Regions from separate parts of the Mus musculus genome. Here region 1 is linked to region 2. A link is a contact called in public promoter capture Hi-C data. All regions are on one chromosome and are shown on one strand. The core of a region is the stretch at or near the end of the contact, and the rest is flanking DNA. Distances in the headings are between cores, read along the strand shown. Region 1 holds the start of Eif1 (eukaryotic translation initiation factor 1). Region 2 holds the start of Kpnb1 (karyopherin (importin) beta 1).

What was found. Promoter capture Hi-C pulls out the DNA fragments that hold promoters and counts their contacts.
Region 1: a contact with region 2 is called in a promoter capture Hi-C map of pre-B cells, with 10 times the contacts expected there. The contact joins the promoter of Eif1 here to the promoter of Kpnb1 in region 2. A contact is called at or near these places in 1 of 39 promoter capture datasets (pre-B cells) and 1 of 484 Hi-C or Micro-C datasets (CD8 T cells).

What each region holds. Positions count from the first base shown.
Region 1 is chr11:100,317,773-100,323,164 of GRCm38.p6, reverse strand. It overlaps Eif1 (eukaryotic translation initiation factor 1), which reads right to left and starts at 3,216. Exons shown (of 4, transcript NM_011508.2): 1 at 3,005-3,216; 2 at 2,336-2,499; 3 at 2,116-2,217; 4 at 1,066-1,848. The coding sequence starts at 3,035. The coding sequence ends at 1,804.
Region 2 is chr11:97,186,422-97,192,109 of GRCm38.p6, reverse strand. Kpnb1 (karyopherin (importin) beta 1) reads left to right here and starts at 4,218. Exons shown (of 22, transcript NM_008379.3): 1 at 4,218-4,564; 2 at 4,663-4,721. The coding sequence starts at 4,525.

The DNA of each region.
Region 1 (5,392 bases), core at 1,967-4,466, 3.1 Mb before region 2:
TAGATTTTGCAAAGTTACTTTATAGCCCAGGCAGGCTTGGGGAACTGAGATCACAGGTGTGTGCCATTAGGCCTGATTTTTTATAAGTATAAAAGAAATGGGCTAGCACTAAGTACTGTGTACTACTGTGTACTTTTTTTTTTTTTTTTTTGGCTTTTCGTGACAGGGTTTCTCTGTGTAGCCCTTGCTGTCCTGGAGCTCACTCTGTAGACCAGGCTCGCCTTGAGCTCAGAAATCTGCCTACCTCTGCCTCCCTCCCAAGTGCTGGGATCAAAGGTGTGTGCCACCACTGCCTGGCTTTTTATTATCTTACTGTGTACATTTTATTTTCTCATGTACTAGGACTGTACTTTGCCTTTTCAACAGAACCTGAGACATCTGTCAGCATTTAGAGCAGTTTCAGCCAAGCAGTAGTGCACAGCTTTAAATTTCAGCACTCTGGAGGCAGGGGCAGGTAGATTGGGAGTTTTAGGCCAGTCTGGTATATAAGAGCTCCGGAACAGATAGGACTAGGATAGTTCCTCAAAAAGTTGTGTGGAGCTTGGGACCATGGGGTATCAGAACTTGTGGGAGTGGGGACCTTCTACTCCTGAGATCCACAACTTTGCTTGCCTTATGCCCTCAGGATTTCCAACGCAGGACTAAACACAAGGACTAGACTACAGGCAGCTTTATACTTCCCAAATGCTGACCCAGGATGACCATCATTTGGGGATCCTCATTCTCCCTACACTTCAATACTTTGCAAGGTCAGGCGGCCACCTTTTAGAGCCAGTTCTCTATCATATAGGTCCCCAGGATCAAATTCACTACAAAATCCAACATGGCTAGTTTAATCCTGCCCTAGAATTCAAGCTGAGTGTTACAAAGCAGCCCCCCCCCCCACGTTACTAAGATAGCCCAACAGCCACAGGGCTCCAGCTGCTTTGTAAGCATATCAGCTCCAGAATGAATTCCATCTGTGTTGATAAGTGATGGGCACAGCTCTGGTAAATGCTTCCCAACTGAGCCTGTCTTTGTGATCCCTCTCTGTATGTAGCTTGACCAAGTGCAATCTGGACATCAGGCGTTTCTGAAAACAAGCTTTATTTAAATAAGGATTTAAATACATTACATAACATTGAAACTGGAGGGGGAAAGAAAACCAAAAGACCAGCTTGTTCCTTCACATGGCACTGGCTCGTACTGAGTTGAAGCCTCTACAGCTAGCCACACAGCCAATGGCACCAGCTTGGCATTTGTTCCGGGCTGGCCTCACCCTTCATGTCGCAACACCTCCCGGCTAGGATAGATCTGCTTCAAAAGACCACCCTGGTGGTGAACTAAATGTCCATGACTTCTCTGGAAAGGTAGCCCTTTCTGAATTCTACCTGGTCAGATACCAGGGCCAGAGACTCCCTCTAGTGACATAGCTGGGGCAGTGTTACCCATTCTGTTCAAGTGGTGACACTCTCCTAGGGCAGGGGACTCTGTCCAGGGAGCCCCAAGGAGCCTCTGGTCAGACATAGCCTCCTGTGATCTTGGGGTTCTTGGCTTGGCTGAAACCTTGTCATTGCTTTGTTCCAGGGTGGACACTGCCAGGGCTTACTGCTCAACCTGTTTAAATGAGGGACTTCAAGACTACACAGCATGGCTCTTTTCAGTTTATTGCATGAAGGAGTTACACTAGTCCAAGTTAAAAGCGGACCCCAAATGATTACATTATACAAGCTGTGAGGTTTTTAAACTTGTGACAAGGGACAGAAGGGAAATTCTACTCATTGCAAGGAAATCCTCACTTAAGCTTCAGAGAGCCACAAGCACTTAAAACCCATGAACCTTCAGCTGATCGTCCTTAGCCAGCCCAATCTGCAAAAAGAGGACAAGGGAGAGGGACAGGTTACATGACGTCAACAGATTCTCCCATATACACCTTGCAAGGAGTCCCAATAAAGAAGAGTACTTCAGTCTATCCCAGTAGACACAATGGTTCAATTGACCACTGTTACTAAAACTTCCCTATGCCACCCCCAAGTACTGTTTGAAAGTGGGAATGTCTACATGTATTTAAAAGCTCAACTGTAAGGATTAGAAATTCAGGAAACCCATAATGCATTGAGGGCGGCCTAAACTCACCTCTATCAGGAACTGGCATATGTTCTTGCGCTGGTCACCCTGTAGCTGAATTACTTCTCCATATTCTGGATGCTCAATTACAGTACCATTGCAGGCAAATTTCTGCAAGGACAAAAGGATGCAGCATCTAAGAGGCCATGCCATCAACACGGACTCCCTTGACGTTTGCACCCTCTCCCTTGGTAGACCATACAACGTGCTCTCTCCACAGCAGACCCACCTTCTTAAACGCCTTCACTAGTTTCTTTTTATCGTAATCATCAGCGATCCCTTGGACAGTGGTAAGGGTCTTCCTGCCGTTTCTCTGTTGAATTCTTATATGGATATAATCCTCAGTGCCAGCAGGAAGCAGGTCATCACCCTTACTTGCATCAGCAAAGGGGTCTGTGAAGAAATAATCCGGAGGTGTCCTTTGTTGTCCCTCCGGGAACTGGCCAGTACTAGAGCTAGCTTTCTGCTCTAGGCCAGCCCTCCCGCCAAGGCTGATCACGTGCTGGAGAGACCTAGTGGGCAGGCAGCGCCCCACCCGGCTGATGCAACCTACCGGAAGCCAGGCTCCCGAGGCGGGGCCTTCCCTCCCAGCTCCGAGACAACGACGGTGACGTAGAGGACATGACGCAGGGGTGGCGGGAGGGGGCGGGTGTGGCTCGCCGAGAGGCAGGAGCCATTAGTAAATGCGCCACCCGAGACGCCGGGCCCGCCCAAGGGCTCACCTCCCACCCGTTTCTTCCGGGCACCCTCAGAGGTCGACCCTGGGCGCAGATCTCGGTTCCACGGGCATCACCACCCCTCCAGCCCGAGCTAAGATGGGCTCGCCGCGCTCGGCGGCTCTCCGAGCTCCGACCCCGCCACCCCCCCCCCAGGCCCGCGCGACCTTCCCCAGGCTCACCGAAAGAGTGGAGGTTCTGGATAGCGGACATACGATACGATTCCTTTTCCTCGGTGGAAACGGCCTGCGGAAGGCGGCTGCGGGAGAAGGCGGGCGGGGGGGACGGAGCGTCGGGAAGCGAGGGGGCTCGAGGGGGAGGCAGCTGAGTCCTCGGCGGCGGCTCAGTGACTGGGGCGGAGGGGCGGCGCCTGTATTCACTTATATAGCCGCCCCTGTGACGCCAGCGCGCTGCCCTCACGTCTCGGCCCCACCCATGGAGTCAAGCTCCCGGACGCCCGAGCGCTGCGGCTTCCTATTGGTCGGGGGGCGGAGTCAAGGCTTGACGCGTGCGCACTGGGTTTGGCCTGGAAAGGATGTTCTGTTGACTCAGGGAGGGGCGAGAGGGGGGAGGGAAAGCTTGGTCCGCCTGCGCGCTTGCGCAGTGGGCATGGTAGTTGTCTGAGCGGCCGCGAAAACTGGCGGAGGTTTCGAGCGCGCCTGCGCCTACCGCACGTTCTACCATCTTGACCCTGTTGGGGTCCTGGCACTAGCTCTGAGATGGGTCTTAGGGTGAGGATCGATTTGCTTTAAAGGGTAATTACGTGCGGGTCCTCCAAAATTCGACTGATCCAGCCACCCATCAACCTACCCTTCTCTGCACGTATTCACAGATATAGCCATTTAATCAGCATAAAATAACGTGATCAAAATTTGGACCTTATATAGGGTATCATTTGGATTAGCATGTTTTAAAATTGGTAACCAAAAATTATTATTTAGATTAATTCTTCTAAGGAAGGAAGTAGTCCCTTAGGTAGGAGTGGGGACCCCAGGAAAAAAATGTCCAAGCCTCACAGGATGCCTTTTGTCCTACAAGCCTGTGTGTGAGGTAAAGCCTTTGTAGAGTCTAGGTGAATATTTTTTTCAAAGCAGTTAACCTTTCTTTTTGTTTTTTCAAGACAGGGTTTTGGCTGTGCTGGAACTCTATAGACCAGGCTGGCCACATGGGGTCTGCTTTTGCCCCATGAGTGGTGGGATTAAAGGCAAGTGCCACCGCGCACACCTTTAATCCCAGCACTTGGGAAGCAGAGACAGGCGGATTTCCGAGTTCGAGGCTAGCCTGGTCTACAGAGTGAGTTCCAGGACAGCCAAGGTATACAGAGAAACCCTGTCTCGAAAAACCGAAAAAAAAAAAAAAAAAAAAAAAGAGACAGCCAAGTGTGATGTAACTGGGTTTGTGGGGGCCAATAGGAGAACCAGAGGCTGATAACTACTGTGTCAGACTTTATTCAAATGCTCCCCAAAGAGTGGGTGCTTTATATAAAATCTCTTAACTTAAAAATACTGCCAACTTCTAGGTATGGTGGTACATCCCAGCTCTCAGGAGAAGGAAGCCAGAGGAAAAAGTTCAAGGTCAAGTGAATTCAGTACTAGACTGGCTACTGTCTCTGAAGAACCAGAAAAATAGGCCGGGTGTGGTGGGGCACGCCTTTGATCTTAGCACTTGTGAGGCAGAGGCTGGCAGATAGATGCCTGCGAGTTTGAGACCCAGCAGATCTATACAATGAGACTTTCAAAACAAGAAACTGCTGGATGGTGGCACACACCTTTAATCCCAGCACTTGGGATGCAGAGGAAGGTGGATTTCTGAGTTAGAGGCCAGCCTGGTCTACAAAGTGAGTTCCAGGACAGCCAGGGCTATCTATACAGAGAAACACTGTCTCGAAAAAAAAAAAAAAACAAACAAAAAACCAAAAGGCCCAAAACAAATACAACAGAGAAAAAAAATGCCAAAAAGCACCACACAATTCCAACAAAAACTTGCAAGCTTAGTCAGGTGTGGTGGCACACGCCTTTAGTCCCAGCACTCAGGAGGCAGAGGTAGGCAGATCTCTGAGTTCAAGGCCAGCCTAGTTTATAGAACAAGTCCCAGGACAACCAGGGCTGTTTGTTACCACAGAGAAACACTGTCTCTTAAAGCAAACAAACCAAACTAAACTAAAACAGCAACAGTAAAAACTTGTGTGCTGGCCTCGTGAACAGTCAGTTTATGCACAGGTCATCAGTCTCCCTGACCTCCTGGACAGGCAGAAAATAAACAGACTAATAATACTGGGTCGAGAGAGGTGCTGGGGAAAGAATTGAGCTGGTGTGACAAGTGCCACAGACCCAGGCTGCTCCTTCAGATGAGCTGGTTAGATAAGACCGGTAAGGCGGTGGCATCGTGGCCTGAGTTTATAAGATGCTGTGGAGCAGGGCAGAAACTCATCAAACAGAACATTCCCCAGGGAGGAAAAGGTGGACATGAAAGGATTTTATTGAGGGGGGGGGTGTCCTGGGGATTGAGTCCAAGGGTCATGCTGGGCAAGTAGTCCTGAGAGGTGTTTTGTTTTGTTTTGTTTTGTTTTG
Region 2 (5,688 bases), core at 2,969-5,468:
GTGATCTGATGTGTTGTGTAGTGATGATTGACTGTAATCCCAGGGCCCCTGGGGGGAGGCAGGAAATGAGGAGATAGAGGGCCAGTTAGTCCCGCATATGGGCTGACCTCTGGAGCAAGGAGTGATAGGAAGGAACCCGCCAGGTGGTAACTAAAGGTGCTGGGGTTACAAACCAAGGATCACTCAAGAACAGCTCAGTGAGCAGAGGCAAGAGGAGGGGCTGGAGAAGTCTGAGTCTTAAGCGTCTATTCCACGTGGATGGGTATTTTGCCTGCATGTATGTATGTGTGCCGGGAATCAAATCCTCTGGAGGAGTCAGTGCTCTTAAGTCATCGCTCCAGTTCTTGGAGAAGTGCTTTGTTTTTAAAGTCAGGTCTCTGCTTGTGAGAGCTGAAGCTGGAAGAACATCTCTGCCCTGCTTCTCTGTGAATCCTCTCAAGGTCCTACATTTCTTGTGAGAAGTGCTGTATGTAAAGATTAGTCTAGACAGGCAGGCAGTCCTTGGGTGTCTTTTTGCAGCACCGAGAGACTGACAGGGAACCCTCCTGCTTGGTCACTTGGCTGTGGACTCCTGGAGGGCTGGAAGGGACAGCAGTGAGCTCAGGGTTAGACAGCATTCATCCAATCAACTGGAGCTTCAGAGTAAAACTAAGAATCACGGGCTGAAGAGATGGCTTAGTAGTTAAGTTCACCTGCTGCTCTTTTTAGAGGACAGAGGGTCGATCTCCAGAACACACATGGTGGCTCACAACCATTTCTAACTCCAGTTCCAAGGCATCTAAAACTCTCCACGATGGGACAGTTGTGTTATGTATGCTCAACCAGTGCTGTGTGCTAAGGTACATCCCCGGCCCTGTTAGCCCCATTTGACTGAAGTACATCTCACAGGCTATGGAGAGATGGGAACACAAACTCAAGCAGGTGTTTCCGCTATCTGTGCTCAGCACTTAATGCTGTGGTCAATGTGGTGTTGTGGGTATGCCTTTAATAGGAACTAGACAGCACCATCTATAACTTTAGCTGAACAGCAAAAATACAATCCAATTTGGTTTCACTAAGGATCTGACGCTTGAGAGTAATTTTATTGCCACCCTGGTATCCTTTCGCCATCTCATGCCCTCTGACTGGTCCTATACAGACTGGTGCTGCGGCAGGGGTGTGCTCAGCAAATTGCAGGACATCAGTTTGTTTCCTGGAACCAAATTATGGGTCATCCTGCCTGGGCAATCTGTAAGAAAATGACAGGATTCTCAGGGATGTCATGTCACTGAGTCTCATTTCTTTTTTTCTTTTCTTTTTTTTTTTTTTAAAGATTTATTTTATTATTATATGTAACTACACTGTAGCTGTCTTCAGACACACCAGAAGAGGGAGTCAGATCTTGTTACGGATGGTTGTGTGAGCCACCATGTGGTTGCTGGGATTTGAACTCTGGACCTTCGGAAGAACAGTCGGGTGCTCTTACCCACTGAGCCATCTCACCAGCCCCGAGTCTCATTTCTAAACGTCTAGAAGAGGGCGCTGGATCCCCTGGAACTGGAGTTAGGAGGCTGTAAACTGTCATGTGTGTGCTGGCAACTGAACCCAGATCCTCTGGAAAAGCAATTCGTGCTTTTAACCACAGAGACATCTCTCCAGTCCCTACTATTTGAGAGAGGGTTTCATGTAGCTCAGATCAGCCAAACATGACCTTGAACTTTCCTCCTGATCCTATATCTACTTCTCCAAGGCACCCATTCCTGTGGACTGATAAAACTACGGAGGACTGCTAGTTAATGCACTAAGCAACCCCTCTGATATACATTCCCAGCTTCCCCATCATTGACTTAAAGCCACACATACAGAGCAGTCCTCCTAGTTGAGAGCAAAAGGTTGGGGTTAGGGAGCTGATAAGCTAGAGGAAATCACTAGGTAAATTATTGAAATACTGTATGAGGAATGATGGGCCTACATTTCTTTCTTTCTTACCAGGCTGGCCTCAAACTCAAGAAATCTGCCTGCCTCTGCCTCCCAAGTGCTGGGATTAAAGGCGTCCACTACCAAGCCCAGCTCTTTTTTATTTTTTTAAGATTTAATTATTATATGTGAGTACACTGTAGCTGTCTTCAGACACTCCAGAAGAGGGCGTCAGATCTCTTTACGGATGGTTGTGAGCCACCATGTGGTTGCTGATATTTGAACTCAGGACCTTCGGAAAAGCAGTCAGTGCTCTTATCCGCTGAGCCATCTCTCCAGCCGGGCCTACATTCCTTGTTGCAAAACTTCAAGTTTCTATAGCATTAAGTCTGCCTTTTGTCTTGAGAATCAGAGTTACGGAGGCACAGGACCAGCATGCTTCTGCATGTAGGTGTGTGCACATGCTTACAGTGGAGAGAGAGCACCATGGGTAATTCCAGCACTCAGGACTCCAAGGAAGGGAGGCTACAGAAATATTGAAGCCAGTCTGAGATACATATTGAGTTCTAGGCTAGAGATCCTGTCTGAAAGAGGCAGAACAGAATAAACTCACAAAAAAGAAAAATCGAATTACATTCTAATGAATACATTACAATAGAACTCATTTCCTGGGCAATCTTGGTGGCCCATGCCTTTAATCCCAGCACTCTGAAGGCAGAAGCAGGTGGGTCTCTGAGTTCAAGGCCAGCCTAATCTACAGAATGAGTTCCAGGACAGCCAGGGCTATACAGAGAAACCACCTGGCTCCGCCCCCCCCCACCGTGGGGGGAGGGGGGCAACCCAACCCAACCAACAAATCACAGCCAAACAAAAATTATGCTTGCATAGTAAACAAAAAAATCTTTCTTAAAATCAGGATAAGATGTGGAAGTATTCAGAACATATCTATACATGAAGCCATTGGAAACATACATTACAGGCAGAAAATACACACAATTAAAAAACCCCACGAGGCTATGACTTTAAGTGTTTCAGAGAACACTAAATCCCAAGTTTCCAAAGTGTGGCTAGTGTAGGGCAATTTCTTTACACCTTAAAAACAATACAATTTACATGCTATTTTGACCCATATGCTCCTAATCCCCCCATGACTTGCAGCTGGGTATCCAAATGAGGGGAGGGGAATGTTAAGCAACTATATGCAACGTATTTTTATCTTGTTTGTTGTATTTGTTTTTTGTTTTTGAAACAAGATCTCAGACTGTAGTTCAGGCTTCGGGATACTGAGATGGCAGGTGTGTCGCTACAGCTCGTCAATGCACACGTTCTTTATATAATACTACACAGATCTTGTAAACGAAGTCTGGACATCAAAGCTTTATGGGAACTGCTAAGTGGTCTAAGGACGCGCCTCCGCGAAACTTTGTTAACAGTCCAGGGCCCCGACGGGGTCTCCAAGGGCAATTAGGGGCGCCTGAAGCCAGCTCTGCTCGAGTCTGGAATGGGCTGTGTGACCTTGGACAGGCTCCACTCTCTCTCTGGGCTTCAGTTTGCAAATCCGCACGTTGGAAGGTGAACCACGTGGTTCTCATGGTCCGGTTCCGCACAGAGCGCGGCAGCAAGCCGACCTCACCATGAAGGCAGCTTCCTGTGGGCGCGGCGCAGGACTTTAACGGTTCCCGTCCCCGCCCCCTCCGAGGCCCGCGAAAGGCTCGCTTTCCGTACACCGCGGCGAGTGACGGCTCTCCGTAGCGCGCAGTCCGAGCCACTCGCGCGCAGCTCCGCCCCACCCCGGAGGCGTCCCGTCGTGCTCCGCGCCAGACTCCTAAGAGCCTGGGCGCCTCCCGCCTTTCCGCGCGGCGGCGACCCCGAACTCCTCGCTTCAGTTCTCCCGGCGCCCCGTCCTATCAACGTCCAGGATCCCAGCCAATCCGACGCGCCTGGAGCCTTTACCTTCCGCCCACCCTTCTCCCCGCGCACAGCCGGGCTGAGCCCGAAGGCCTTTACCGGGCCAGCCCAATCAGCGGCGCGCTCTTACCTGCCCCACCCCAGAGCCCCTCCCCTCGACCAATAAGCACGCCCCATCCCGCTGCCCGCCCAGCCAACCGGACCTTGAAGCCCGCAGGCCAATGGGCGCGTGGCGGCCCTTCAACGCTAGCCGTCCGGCCAATCGGGGGTTCCGCGTGGCCCCGGCCGTAGCCAATCGCTGGGCAGCGCGGTGCCGCCGCGGAGAGGTCCGGCAAGGATATCCCTCCGCCTCCCTCCCTCGATCTCTCTCCCTCCCTGCGATCCGCCTCTCACTCACTCACTGCCGCCCTTCCTTTCTCCCTCCGCCGCCCGAGCAGCAGCCGCGCTCCGAGCTGCCCCCGGGGTCCCTCCCCCGCCGCCAGAGGAGCAGCTGCTGCCGCCTAGCACATTAGGAGGGCGGAAGGAAGGAAGGAGAGCGGGGAGGAAGGGGAGCCGGAGCGCCTGGCCAGAGGCAGCCGGTGAATGGGCTTGTGGTGACCCCCACCCCCCACCCCACCCTCCCTTCCCACCCGACCCCCAACCCCCATCCCCAGTCGGAGCCGCCGCCCGACAGGCCGGGCCGCCGTCTTGCGAGGAGTCCCCGCCGCCGTCACCTCCGCCATGGAGCTCATAACCATCCTCGAGAAGACCGTGTCTCCGGGTAGGACTCGGGGCCGGGGGGTCGGGCCGAGGTGACCGGGGTGGGGGAGGGGGTGGCCCCTCTGACCCCGCTGCCTCTCCCCCCATCTCTCCCGGCAGATCGGCTGGAGCTGGAAGCGGCGCAGAAGTTCCTCGAGCGTGCGGCCGTGGAGAATCTGGTGCGTGCCGCCCCGCCGCGCCCCATCCCGCCGCGTCCCCATCCCTGCGTGCGGCCCTTCCCGCCCTCCTGGAGGCCCAGGCCTCAGGAACCCACCCCGCCCCAGCTCGTCCCCCTACCCCCCCGCCCGGCCCAACCTAACCCCGCCATCGGGAAGCCGGTGGGTGTGTCCCGCCCCGAGCCCCGCGTCTGGCCAATAGCGAGGCGCGCCGGGGTGATCGCCGTCCAATCGCCACGCGGCCTGAGGGCGGCGGTGCTGCGGGAGGGAGAAAGAGGGAGGGAAGGGAAGTTAGGTTGCATGGCGCTGCGTGTTCAGCAAGGGTGGGGGTTGGGGAGCCGGGCCTAGGGGCCATGTGGAAGCTCTGCGCCCTGCCGCCTGCCTTGTACTGGCTGCGGCCGGCCTCTCCTTCCTGTCCCCTGGTTTTGAGGCAGTATGCAACTACTTCCCAGAGCCCTACCCTTCCCCAGCTCCCTTGGTCTGTGCTCATGGCCACGCCTGGCACCCGACCACCTCTGGACCCATTGCCACAATTTTTTTCTTTTTCTTGCCCATTATTATCCCATTCCTGGTCTAAGTGCACGAATGTTCTGTTTGGACTTAGGTTTTCAGAGAACTCATCTTTAAGGATCTCAGGCTGAGGCTCATTTCTGAGATTGAGCCTATTCTCTGATAAATCACAAATGTAACCCCGTTTTTCATACTTTCGGATTTAAGAAGTACATTTGAGAAAAGAAAAAGTGACTGACTTTTGTATAGGAAAATGTGGGATTATTGAAGCAGCCTATTGCCAGAATGTTTCTCCTCTCCTTTTTGGGGGAAGGGGAGGGAAGCGTGGATGATATGGAAAGTCTCTTTAAAGGTAGGAAGTTTTAAAAAGTGAAAAAAAACATTGTAACCCAATGTCCTTTGTGAGAGCTTTGCAAAATAGTAACATCCATACAGCGACATATCTGATTTGTACTGACCA